Linked DNA regions of Oryctolagus cuniculus: region 1 is linked to region 2. A link is a contact called in public Hi-C data. All regions are on one chromosome and are shown on one strand. The core of a region is the stretch at or near the end of the contact, and the rest is flanking DNA. Distances in the headings are between cores, read along the strand shown.

Region 1 (5,716 bases), core at 2,122-4,621, 88 kb after region 2:
ACAGTAAAGGGAGCTCAAAGCATCCTGATAAATGAGAAAGTACATCACACTTGTGCTTAGAAAACCGAAAGTCCTCTCTATGGCCCTTCCACCCTCACCATGCCCAATCTCATTTGATCTCAGAAGCTAAGCAGGGTTGGGCATGGTTAGTACAAGGATGTGGGGAAAAAAAATTCTTTTTTTGTGAAAGCTACTCCTTTGATTTTCTTAATAGTTATTTTCAAAGCAATTTAGAGCTAATACCTAGAGTTTAAGTAAGCACTGTGACTGCTAATCTATTTGCAGAGATGAAAGTTGTAAATATAAATCCATGATGCTGTCATGTTATCCTTTCATCTCCTTTCTGCTATCCAGCTGCACCACAAATAAGCACCAAGGAAACCAAAAATACAGCTGTTCCTCCAAGCTGGTCTGTGAAGTAATTCCCCTGTGGAACTGCAGGGGGCAGCAAACTATCATTGCTTATGCAGGCCCTAAAGATTTAACTCAAATTTTAAACATTGAGTAATACTCCATGATAGGCCCATTTAAGAATGTTAAAAAGAAAAATATTACAGGCCATAAAGAATATGAGAGCAGATACCCAAAGCCAGCTAGAGAAATACCGAGTTAAGAAATTAAAGTTTCAAACAAAAATATTTACAAATTCCATGAATTCCAAGTAAAAATCATTTTCTTTTTAGAGCTAGTAAAATGTCTTTTATTACAGAAATTAAAATTGGAAACTCCCATTGTTTGTCCAGCAGACTTTCTGAAATACTGCTTTCGGTTCTAGAGAAGTCCACAGACTGTAGTCCCAGGTCCAAATCTCATTCTGTATCTATTTTTGTAAATAAACACAGCAGCTTTTGTGATACTCTCGCAGAAGGGAAGAGCTACCCCAAGGAACATACTTCTGCAAAGCCTCAACGCTGCACTAGCTGGTCTTTAACCGGAAAAAGCTTGCTGACCTCTGACTAAGAAGCTCTAGTTTTAGCAACACTGGTCTAACCGAAGGTCACAGGGGAGGCAGACCATACAGGTGAAGAGAAGCCTCTTCCCCTCCACTCCAAGATGCACCATGCCCGTAGGATCATTCCTGCAGCAAGACCAACAGCCCTAGCTGTGGCTCAGAAAACTGGCTGGGAAGGGGAGATCTTTCCTTGGAACTTGTAAGACATTTAAAGGTCATTCCAGAGCCAAAGCTTGGAGGTCTTGGAACTGCATCTCAACTTGTTATGTTGCTAGATAGGAAACCGATAAGACACCAACATGTTTATTTCTTAACATTTGCAGTGAATTAAAGAGTTTTAAATCAATGTCAGTATTACAATGAGGTACATAAACTAGAACATTTCAACATAAAAATGTCGGGAATTTGAACTATAGTGTGATAGAGGCTCTATCCACAAACCATGGGACTATACTTAAGCTGTTCTTTCTAGACTTAGGGACAAGCTGGGCTTTCAATCTTAATGTTTCTCCTTTTTTACAAAGTATGTGTATCTAAGTTTTACATGCACAGCCTCTGAGTGACGCAAGAACCTAGAGTAAAAATTAAGATGCTCATGGTTATATCTGTCTTCCGTTTTTTTTTTTTTTTTAACATTCATTTATTTATTTGAAACTCAGAATTATGCAGAAAGAGGGAGGGGTTTCCCATGTGGGTGCAGGGGCTCAAGGACTTGGGCCATCTTCTGCTTTCCCAGGCCATAGCAGAGAACTGGATCAGAAGTGGAGCACTCGGGACTCAAACCAGTGCCCATATGGGATGCTGGCACTGCAGGTGGAGGCTTTACCAGCTATGCCACAGCGCTGTCCCCCCCCCCTCTATTTGTGAGCTCATTCAGGCCCAAAGCAGTGCATGGTTAGGTGCCAAGGAAAAGGAATCGTGCTGCTATCATGCTACTAATGGTGTCGGAAGTCAGGAGAGCAGTTACCTTTGGAGAGACATGGGAAAGGACACCAGGGGCCTTCTGGAAACTGGTAATGTTCATGACCCGGCCAGGGGCTGCAGAGCTGGGTGCTGACCCATCTGGCTGCAGTCACAGATTGTGATTTTCATGTACAAGTGTATGTCAGAAAGCTCATGGAAAATGGAATTAAAAGTTAACATGCATCGACCATGAACTTTCTGAGGTCCCCTTGTACATTTAAAAGCATTTGTAATTCTTTGTGATGATCAATACACTGGTACCCTTAAAAAATCTTTTTGACTTTGAATTGAAACAGTTCCTAAACGCACCCACCAAGCTCTAGTTGCTCTAGAGTGAGTTCCTATGCAGTGAGCACTGTGCACAGGTGACAGGACTCACAGAAAAGGCTTCGTGTACAGTGTTAACCCAGCAATACCGCTCAAGTCCTAACCCCCAACTCCTAGCTCCACAGCGACTCTGTGTCTTAACATGGTACAATGACAAGTGGGGCGCTAACAAGACTCCTGGAATCCACATTTCTCTATTCCTGTTCTTGACAACTTGCTGTCTATGAATATATCACCTATTCTTTCAGACTTGGGTTTGTGACTATGTATTTGGAAGTTCTGATTTCTGCCATTAAAAAGTGAGCTTGTACGTGGGGAGGCTTGCTCACACAGGATGCTCTGGTCACACACCGGGGGACAGTGACCTCCAAAAGGCAAACACTACTTGTGCACTTGGACACGCGCTCACCTTCCCCCATGAAAGCTCTGCGCATAGATCCAGGACAATCCAGCACACACTATTTCTTACTTAATCGCCTTGTGAGTATATGTGCAAGAGCGCAAGGTTTGTTTGTTGTTGTTGTTTACAGGCAGAGTGGACAGTGAGAGAGAGACAGAGAGAAAGGTCTTCCTTTGCCGTTGGTTCACCCTCCAATGGCCGCCACGGCTGGTGCGCTGCGGCCAGCGCACCACACTGATCTGAAGCCAGGAGCCAGGTGCTTCTCCTGGTCTCCCATGGGGTGCAGGGCCCAAGCACCTGGGCCATCCTCCACTGCACTCCCGGGCCACAGCTGAGAGCTGACCTGCAAGAGGGGCAACCGGGACAGAATCCGGCGCCCTGACCGGGACTAGAACCTGGTGTGCTGGTGCCGCTAGGGGGAGGATTAGCCTAGTGAGCCATGGCTCCGGCAGAGCGCAAGTTTTTTTAAAACACTCATCTTGTTAGAGTTAATGTCTGTCACTTCCTTGAATCAAAAAAAAAAAAAAAAAAAAAAAAAGGCGGCTTCCAAGCAAACCTTGGCCCTGGAAGTAGACCACCACTGAGAGAACAAAATAGATGATTTTGCTATGGAAATTACGACAATAAGATCATTTTCTTTAAGAGAAGTAAACATAGACGCGGCCCACCAGCAAGATGAACCACGGAATCTGTGGCTGTCAGACTAGAGCATATGGAAGAACTACCCATGCAGCTTGAAAAATAGACTTTCTTAACAGCAGGTCTGGGCTGTGGCCCAAAAATCTGCACTGCTAACAGATTCCCAGGAATCACATGTATCTTTCATCACAATTCACGAGTTTGCTTACGGTCCTGAACGAAGTAGGGGTCAGCTTCGGGAGTGTACTGTTCACTGAAGTCAACCAGGGCGTCTCGTCCGTATGGCCGCCGGCGTCCTGCCACTGGGATGTTACACAGCTGGGCGTAGTCATCTACGAAGCAAACAGTGACCAACATGAGACCCCATCCCTGCTTGGCAGCTCCTGGGGGAACCATTCGCAGCTCAGAGCAAAGGGGGATCCGCTAGGGCACAGTCTCATACCAGCCTCCACCTCCCATGCACCACTGCATGTGGACTGTGTCTAAAGATTTTTCTTGAATTTGAGATGGCCAGAGAGAGGGAGCATTCACCCACTGACTCACTCCCCAAATGCCTGCAACGGGCGTGGACCAGGCTGAAGCTGGGAGATGGGAACTCCGTCCAGGCTCCCCATATGGCATGTTAACCTGCTTCATCAAACACCCACCCCAAAGACCAAAACCCGTAGCTAACTACTGACAGAACGTGAAGGAATGGGAAAAATGAGCCAGGTCTTTGGGAAGAACAGCTTTACTCAAACCCATCTGATGGGTTTGAATAAAGGTATCATTAAAGACACGTTTAAGGTATAAAAGTTACTCTACGGGCAGGGACGTCTCCACTCACTAGAGAGGAAACTATAGACTTCTGGTGTCCAAAAATGACCTGATACTGAGCGAGGATGCAGCTCTGTAGGCTGCATGAGCTGTTGGCCACTCTGAGGATGTTTCAAAACGTGTCCACGTTTCGCAGCAGATGCATATGTGGGAGTAAAACCGATTTTGCACCCAAGTCAACTTTTCTTTTAGTTCTATTTTCCAAACTTTTTGGAGACCCTTTCTGTTGTAAACTCATATTCCTACATGTCCCTTATGAACAGCATTACGGCAATGTTGATTACAAAATAAAGATGGTGTCGTAGTGGCTGTAACAGCAGCTAACAGTTGCAGCAGGCTCACCGCATGTTAGGTATTGCTCTAAGCATAGAACACACATTATTCACTCAAATACTGACACTACCTTATGAAAGGGCTGTTCTAGGATCTTCAGTTTACTGATGTGGAAACAAAAGCACAGAGATGTGGCAGGGCCAGATCTGTGGTCATTACTGGAACACCATACCGCACGCTCTTAACATTCTATATCTCCCACAACCGTCCTCCTTCCTTTGAAACTCTTAAATATTAGTTTGAGAAAGTGCATCCATTTGCTGGTTCAGGTTCACTCCCTGAATGCTCATACTGGGTTAGGCCATGACGCATCTGGGAACTCAACCCAGGTCTTCCCTGGAGGTGGCAGGAAGCCCCTGCCTCCTAGGGTCTTGCATTAGCAGGTAGCTGGACTCAGGAGCTAGAATCAGGAACTGCAGTGTGGGATGTGGCTATCTTGACTGCTAGGCTCAGTGCCTGTCCCTCCACTGGCATCCCTGTCCTCTGCTTCTCTGAACCCCAGCTAGACTCACCTGGTTATTTCTCGAGGCCACGTTCCCAGCCCAGGCTGGGTCAGCTCCACGGCCATCTGCCTTCTGAAATCCCTGCAGTCCTCACGGGCTGCACTCAGCACATGGATGTCCATGTATTGTAGGCTTACAAAGCTTTCCAGCAATTATGAGCCAGGCTCTTGCCTACATTTAGAAGTAGTCATCTAGGGAGGAAAGCTGGAGCAAGCACAGCTTCATGTTCTCTACATGTGTATCACAGCACATAGCCTGTTCAGATATGTCCATGGGTGGTGGAAACTCCGGGGCTCCCTGGACAGCCCCAGATCAGGCAAGACCAAGCTCTCGGGGCGGTCTCACAGGCAGCAGCCCCCTGGCCTGGAGAGGCCCTGTATTCTCATAATCAGAACAGCGCCTAGGCAATCATGGGAGTGCGGAAGGCTCTCTTTCCCCCACTCCTACTCACAGGACTTGAGGAACGAGGGTGAGTGTCCACGTGCGCTCACGTGCATGTACGCACACACACAAACACACAAAACTGCACAAAGAAAGTGTCAGGCAAGAGAAGACCTTGAACCACTAGATAGCGAAGGAGCCCGGCTGCCCCTTCCTAAAATTCTCCTTACGTGGAGGCCTTCCAGGACCATCTAGGCCTCAGACGTCCCAGCACTTTAGTGTGAAACCATTAATTTCATTTAGGAAAGAGCTGAACCTGGAAAAAGACCCTTGCCTCAAGAAAAAAAATACAACTTCAAACAGAACCCAAATGGTTGTCAGTTCTGCTTAAAGTTTGAGAAA
Region 2 (5,214 bases), core at 2,126-4,625:
TGCAGGATTTTATTAGCATTACCACTGTTAGGAAGAATAAAAGAAATCTGGTTAGAATTTGGGTTATAGCATGAAAAATTGGTACCTTTAGACCTCTGCAGGTGATGAAAGTAAAATCCACTGCAATATCCTTGCATTTTTCATGCGAATTAGCAGGCACACGGGCTTTGGCCTCATATATGCCTGGGTTCCATTTTCTATCTCTCACCAGCTGTGCTATCGTAGACAAGTTATTTAACTTCTCTGAACATCCATTTACTCATCTATAAAATGTGACTAGTGGTGGAGCCTGCCCAAAGGTGATTGTGAGCATTAAATAAAATAATAGAGCCTGGATGTGTAATGAATGCTCATTAGAGGTTGGCTGTCACTTCCAGTGGTTACCTCCCTCCTAAATTACTGCCCATTTTCAGTTGTTTGTTTACTTTTTTCTACCTGGCTCTCCATCATCATCTCAAATTTAGCAGGACTGAAACCAAAATCGTCATTTCTCTGGCTAACTCCCTGACCTGCTGCTGTCTCTTTGGTCATTTCTTTGGACCATAAAGTATGTTGTCCTCTTTTTTGTTTAATAAATTAATTTGAAAGAGAGAGAGCGAGCGAGCGAGAGAGAGTGCTTTCCAATAGCTGGGGCTGGGCCAGGCTGATGCCAGGAGCCAGGAATTCCATCCAGGTTTCCCATGTGAGTGGCAGGAATGTAAGTACTTGCATCATCATCTGCTGCCCGCCAGGTGCATTAGCAGGAAGCTGGATTAGAAGCAGAGCAGGACTGGCACCCACATTATGATATGGGATACCAGCAGCTGAACCCGCTGCACCACAATGCCTGCCCACATCATCTTCTTTAACACATTCTCTCCTATTATTATATTATAAGAAGGAGACCTTAAAAATATGTTTTGATGATGTGGAGTTGCTTATTGGCCTGTAATAGAGAATGTGAGGGGATGAGTACATAGGAGAAAGGGACTCTCCAGAGGTCATTATTCCAAATTTCAGGTTCCTGTAGATGCACAAAATCAACAAGTAACGCCCCTTCCTCCTCTGACCAGCATGAGGCCAGATGGCAGGAGTGTGCAGCCACCTGACCTAGTGCTTCTCCTGTTTTCAACACATCCCACACCTGCAGAGTCTATTTGACAACTTCTGATTTCCTTGCTGCTTCCCATGGTCTATTCAGCAACCTGATTTCACTTATATTTAAATGAGAGGGCCAAGGGTGGTTTCTGCTACATAAACTGCAAGCACATAGTGATTCTAGGAGTCATACTGAGAATGAACAATAAATGTCTATTAAATGGAAAAAAGTTATATTGGACAATTTTTTTTCAAAATTAGCTCTCACTTATAATGTTCCCAAAAGCTTGAAAACACATCAATTACTGTGTGAAACTATTAAGCAATTCCTGAGAAATGTATTTCCAATAACTAGCATTTCGTAGATTTATAAGCACCCGTGGACATCCAGGAACCAGTGACCTACAATGAGACTTTTACAAGTGAAAAAAATAGATTCTTAGAATGAAATATATAACTCATAATTTTATCTATTGCTTAAACCTGAAGCAGTACTAAGCACTTCTCTGAGTTCCAGGACAAGATGAATCAGGACAGCTCTGAGCAACCTCTCCACCATTACAGCTCCGTGCTGTGGCAATTAGCTCGGCTACCTTAGACTGTCTGTGGGGTCAGAAAATAGACTGAGAACTGATGGTAGCACTTGAATGTCCTGAAAATAAGCTCTGAGTTTGCTTCTTCAGGTCTACCACATTCACCAAGATTGTTTCCTCGCAACTTAATTTCAACTAAGAAATCACGACTTTTCTGTTTAACAGCATCATACCCTCCTATGGTGTCCGTGGAATGAATTATCATTTTCTAATCAAAAAAAAAAAAAAAAAAGACCCTTACATTTTCCCAGGAAATGAGACCCACACTGAGCCAGAACCGAGTCCTGGCCTCCTATGCGGGTCCTGGCTGGCGCTGCACTTCTGACTTCCAGTTTCTCTATCTTCTTACGACAGATTCTAAACATCCCAATCTCAAACAAGGATAAGCCCAAATCACAGAAACACATTTCCTCCTTGTCTTCCTTTTCAATAAACCACCAGAAACGTATTCCTTTGTTAGTTATTGTGGTGACATCAATCAAGTTACTCCAACACATAACTGTGGATATTATCAGCAGTAGATGCAAATAGGGTGCATCATTTAAACAAATGTGCTTGTTTAGGGCAAGGAATGTTCAAAGAATTCAGAATGTCCCTAGGAGCTTTCCAAGTTTCCGTGGGCAGCATCAACTGTTCTTGGATTTAATCCATTTCCTTTCAACCTTTCCACTTTCAAACCCAGTGACATTTTTCAAGGCATTCAGAAAATAGATGCTGAAAGAATGTTTTTAAATAATAATTTAAATGCAAATACTTGCTGTGAGCAGTTTCTAGCCCTGGAAACAGTTCACTGTTTTCTTGTTGTTTTTTTGTTTGTTTGTTTGTTTGTTTGTTTTTGTACTTCTTGAAAGTTCTTTTCTGAAAGTGAATGTCCAGGAAAAGAATATTTATATTTAAATAAATAATCTTTATCTCCAATTAATTTCATATAAAATTTAAATTTTGGTTAAAATGACTTTTTCTAGAAATGTCTATTTTTGCTTGAGGACCTGTTTATTAAATATATTCTAAGCCGTCATTGATCAAAGAAACCATAGATGGATATTAATTAGCTTTTCAAACAGGAAAACAAATACCAGAAAAACACTTTTTTCTGAAGTGATCATCCATGAAATTATTTATACTATCTAATCTCCTGATGATAAAGAAACTATTGAAGTTAGTGGAATAAAGTTATCCTAAGGAAATTATTATTTTATGAAATATTTATTGTTAAGACTAACAATGTCAACTGGGGCAGGTTTCTATACTCCTTCAGAGGTAAAAATAAGGCCCACTGAAAAGTTACATGCCCTCAAACCACAAGTATTGCCCATGCTAACATCAATATAATTCCTGAAATGCATGAAGATACGACAGACTGAAACACGACACATACCTTAATTCGCAGATGTGTGATCATTTATAGTTCCTCCCACTATTGAATCATCTTTTTCTTTCCACTTCATCAATTTCTAGCAAGTTTTCTCTTCAATGTGTCTAAATACCTAGAGAGCCCTGTTCTCTCTTCTAAAATGCTGTCATCACCTCCATTGCCCAAATGCAGTTCAAAAATAAAGAGGGGGAAAAAATGAAAAGAAATTTGCAAGCTGCTTACGCCTAACAACAGTCAAGCTGCTAGGCTTTGAGTTCAATGAATTAAAGGTTGTTTGGCTAAATGGCAGGCACACTTCCTCCTATTCTTTCCGAACTTAGTTTTCCTGCCTCCAGTGGGGCTTTTTCCTTTCCAGGGCTATAAATAGGCTGAGCACTGAGGAAAGAAGGCAGGAAATGCATTTGATTAGAAAAAGCAGCCCAAGTTAGGGCCCTGTGTGTGTGTGTTTTCCAAGTGAACACCAATAAACAAGCTAAAGAAAATTTGGCCTCAAATAACTCAGCTTTGGTATACGCACCATAGTCAAATTATCCTTAATTTCTTATAGTCTCAGTTTCAATAGAAGTAGTTATGTCCTATAAGCAAGGCTTGGGCTTGAAGATGCATCATTTTCTGATAAAATACTATGAATGAACCTACTCCGAGTCCTTTATTTTCTATAGGAGTGGCATGTAAATGGAATTTCTAAGAGACAAAGGATGTGTGAGGTAGGAGGCCTAGGGAGGACTTTCGTTGTTTTTCTTTTGGGGTTGGGGGAGAAGAATTGAAATGCTTTTTGAAGCAAGTTTCAACATAAGAAAGATACCATTGGGTGAATAAGAAAAGCAGATATTTCTGCTTAAAACAGTTTATAAACTGGTCATACATCTGCAACCTAAACTAATAACCCACAGTCCTACTACTCAAAGTTGTTCAACTTCCCTCATAATTATAGACAACACACACTAAATAAAAATTAGTTATCATTTTCACATAGATTAGCAGATAAAAATTTGGATAATGTTTGAGGCTGCTGAAGTGTAAAGAGATAAGCATTCATACAATAGTACATGGAAGTTTATGTTGGCATAAACTTTTTGCAAGATAATTCTCAACTTCATTCAAAATATTAGCTAGAGTAACAAGATACTAAAATGAGGTTGATTCTGTGAAGTGAGAATTTAAGTGTGGAGAGGGAGGGTGTTTTAGTTGTGACATTCATATTTTATACTCTTGTAATTATCTTGTGTGGGTCATACTTTACAACATTAATTTTAAAGACAGAATTTTTAAACTGCTATTACTTAAGTTCCTTCATATGAATCTATTAAATGCTTATTTATTATATGTCATGCAATCATCTATCATCCCTATCTCTCTGTTTACATAGGTACTTCAAAAAAGTTCATAGAAAATAGGATTAAAAGATTAATTTATTTTAATGTAAAAAGTTTTGAAATTCATGTATAGTTTGTTCATCATACTCATTTCCATGATCTTCTTGAAGACCCTTCATATCTGTCTATCTACCTAAAAATTTATCTATCATTCCATACTACTGTCATTCAACATGACACATTAATTTCCCAGCTACTTGGAGAAGCTACCTAAAGCAAGCCAAAGCAGTGCAAAGAACAGGCCAACTGTATTTAAGGGAGAGATAAAAGAGTTCATACACTGTGGGCAGTCATGATAAATATAAACTTCACTAACACATATATTTGAAATTTATGAGTCACCTGAAACAAGACAAAACCAAAATAAACTGTGATAAACTAAAATTAAAAGTTGATCATGGAAACAAAACTTCCTGTTTCCTATTTTTGTGTAGTGATTTGACAATTGTTTTCTAATCCATCATTTCTTGTCCCTTCTTGCAAAGCCTTCTTCAATAGAAACAATAGGCTATTGAACAATGAACTCAGCCAGAGCTATGGGGAAAAAGCAAGACTATCCACATCCCAGGTGCAGATTGGGAAGGAAAATGTGAGCAAGAGAGAGAGGGAGGAAGAAAGGGAGAGAGGGAGAGAGAGAGAAAGAGAGGGAGATGGAGAGAAAGTGAATGACTTCCTTGTAATAGCAGAAAAGATGAAGGAAATCCATGGCTGTTGGCATAGAACAGCCACAGTGTGTTGAAATAGCTGAGTTGACATTGGCAAGAACAAGGCTAGCAATGGGGTGACATGTTTT

Evidence for each region. A called contact is a pair of places that touch in the nucleus more often than the background predicts.
Region 1: a contact with region 2 is called in a Hi-C map of an unstated tissue, with 1.9 times the contacts expected there. The contact joins the enhancer-like site here to the promoter of RASGRP3 in region 2. A contact is called at or near these places in 3 of 6 Hi-C or Micro-C datasets (psoas muscle, skin fibroblasts and an unstated tissue).

Annotation. Positions count from the first base shown.
Region 1 is chr2:169,512,275-169,517,990 of mOryCun1.1, forward strand. LTBP1 (latent transforming growth factor beta binding protein 1) reads right to left here. Exons shown (of 33, transcript XM_070069261.1): 31 at 3,491-3,613. Among named protein-coding and RNA genes, the nearest start is that of RASGRP3, 87 kb to the left of the region's middle. Within about 2 kb of position 3,372, at least 2 of the 8 cell types and tissues checked have an H3K27ac peak or open chromatin away from gene starts, as enhancers often do.
Region 2 is chr2:169,424,430-169,429,643 of mOryCun1.1, forward strand. RASGRP3 (RAS guanyl releasing protein 3) reads right to left here and starts at 3,376. Exons shown (of 19, transcript XM_070069715.1): 1 at 3,049-3,376; 2 at 1,912-2,528.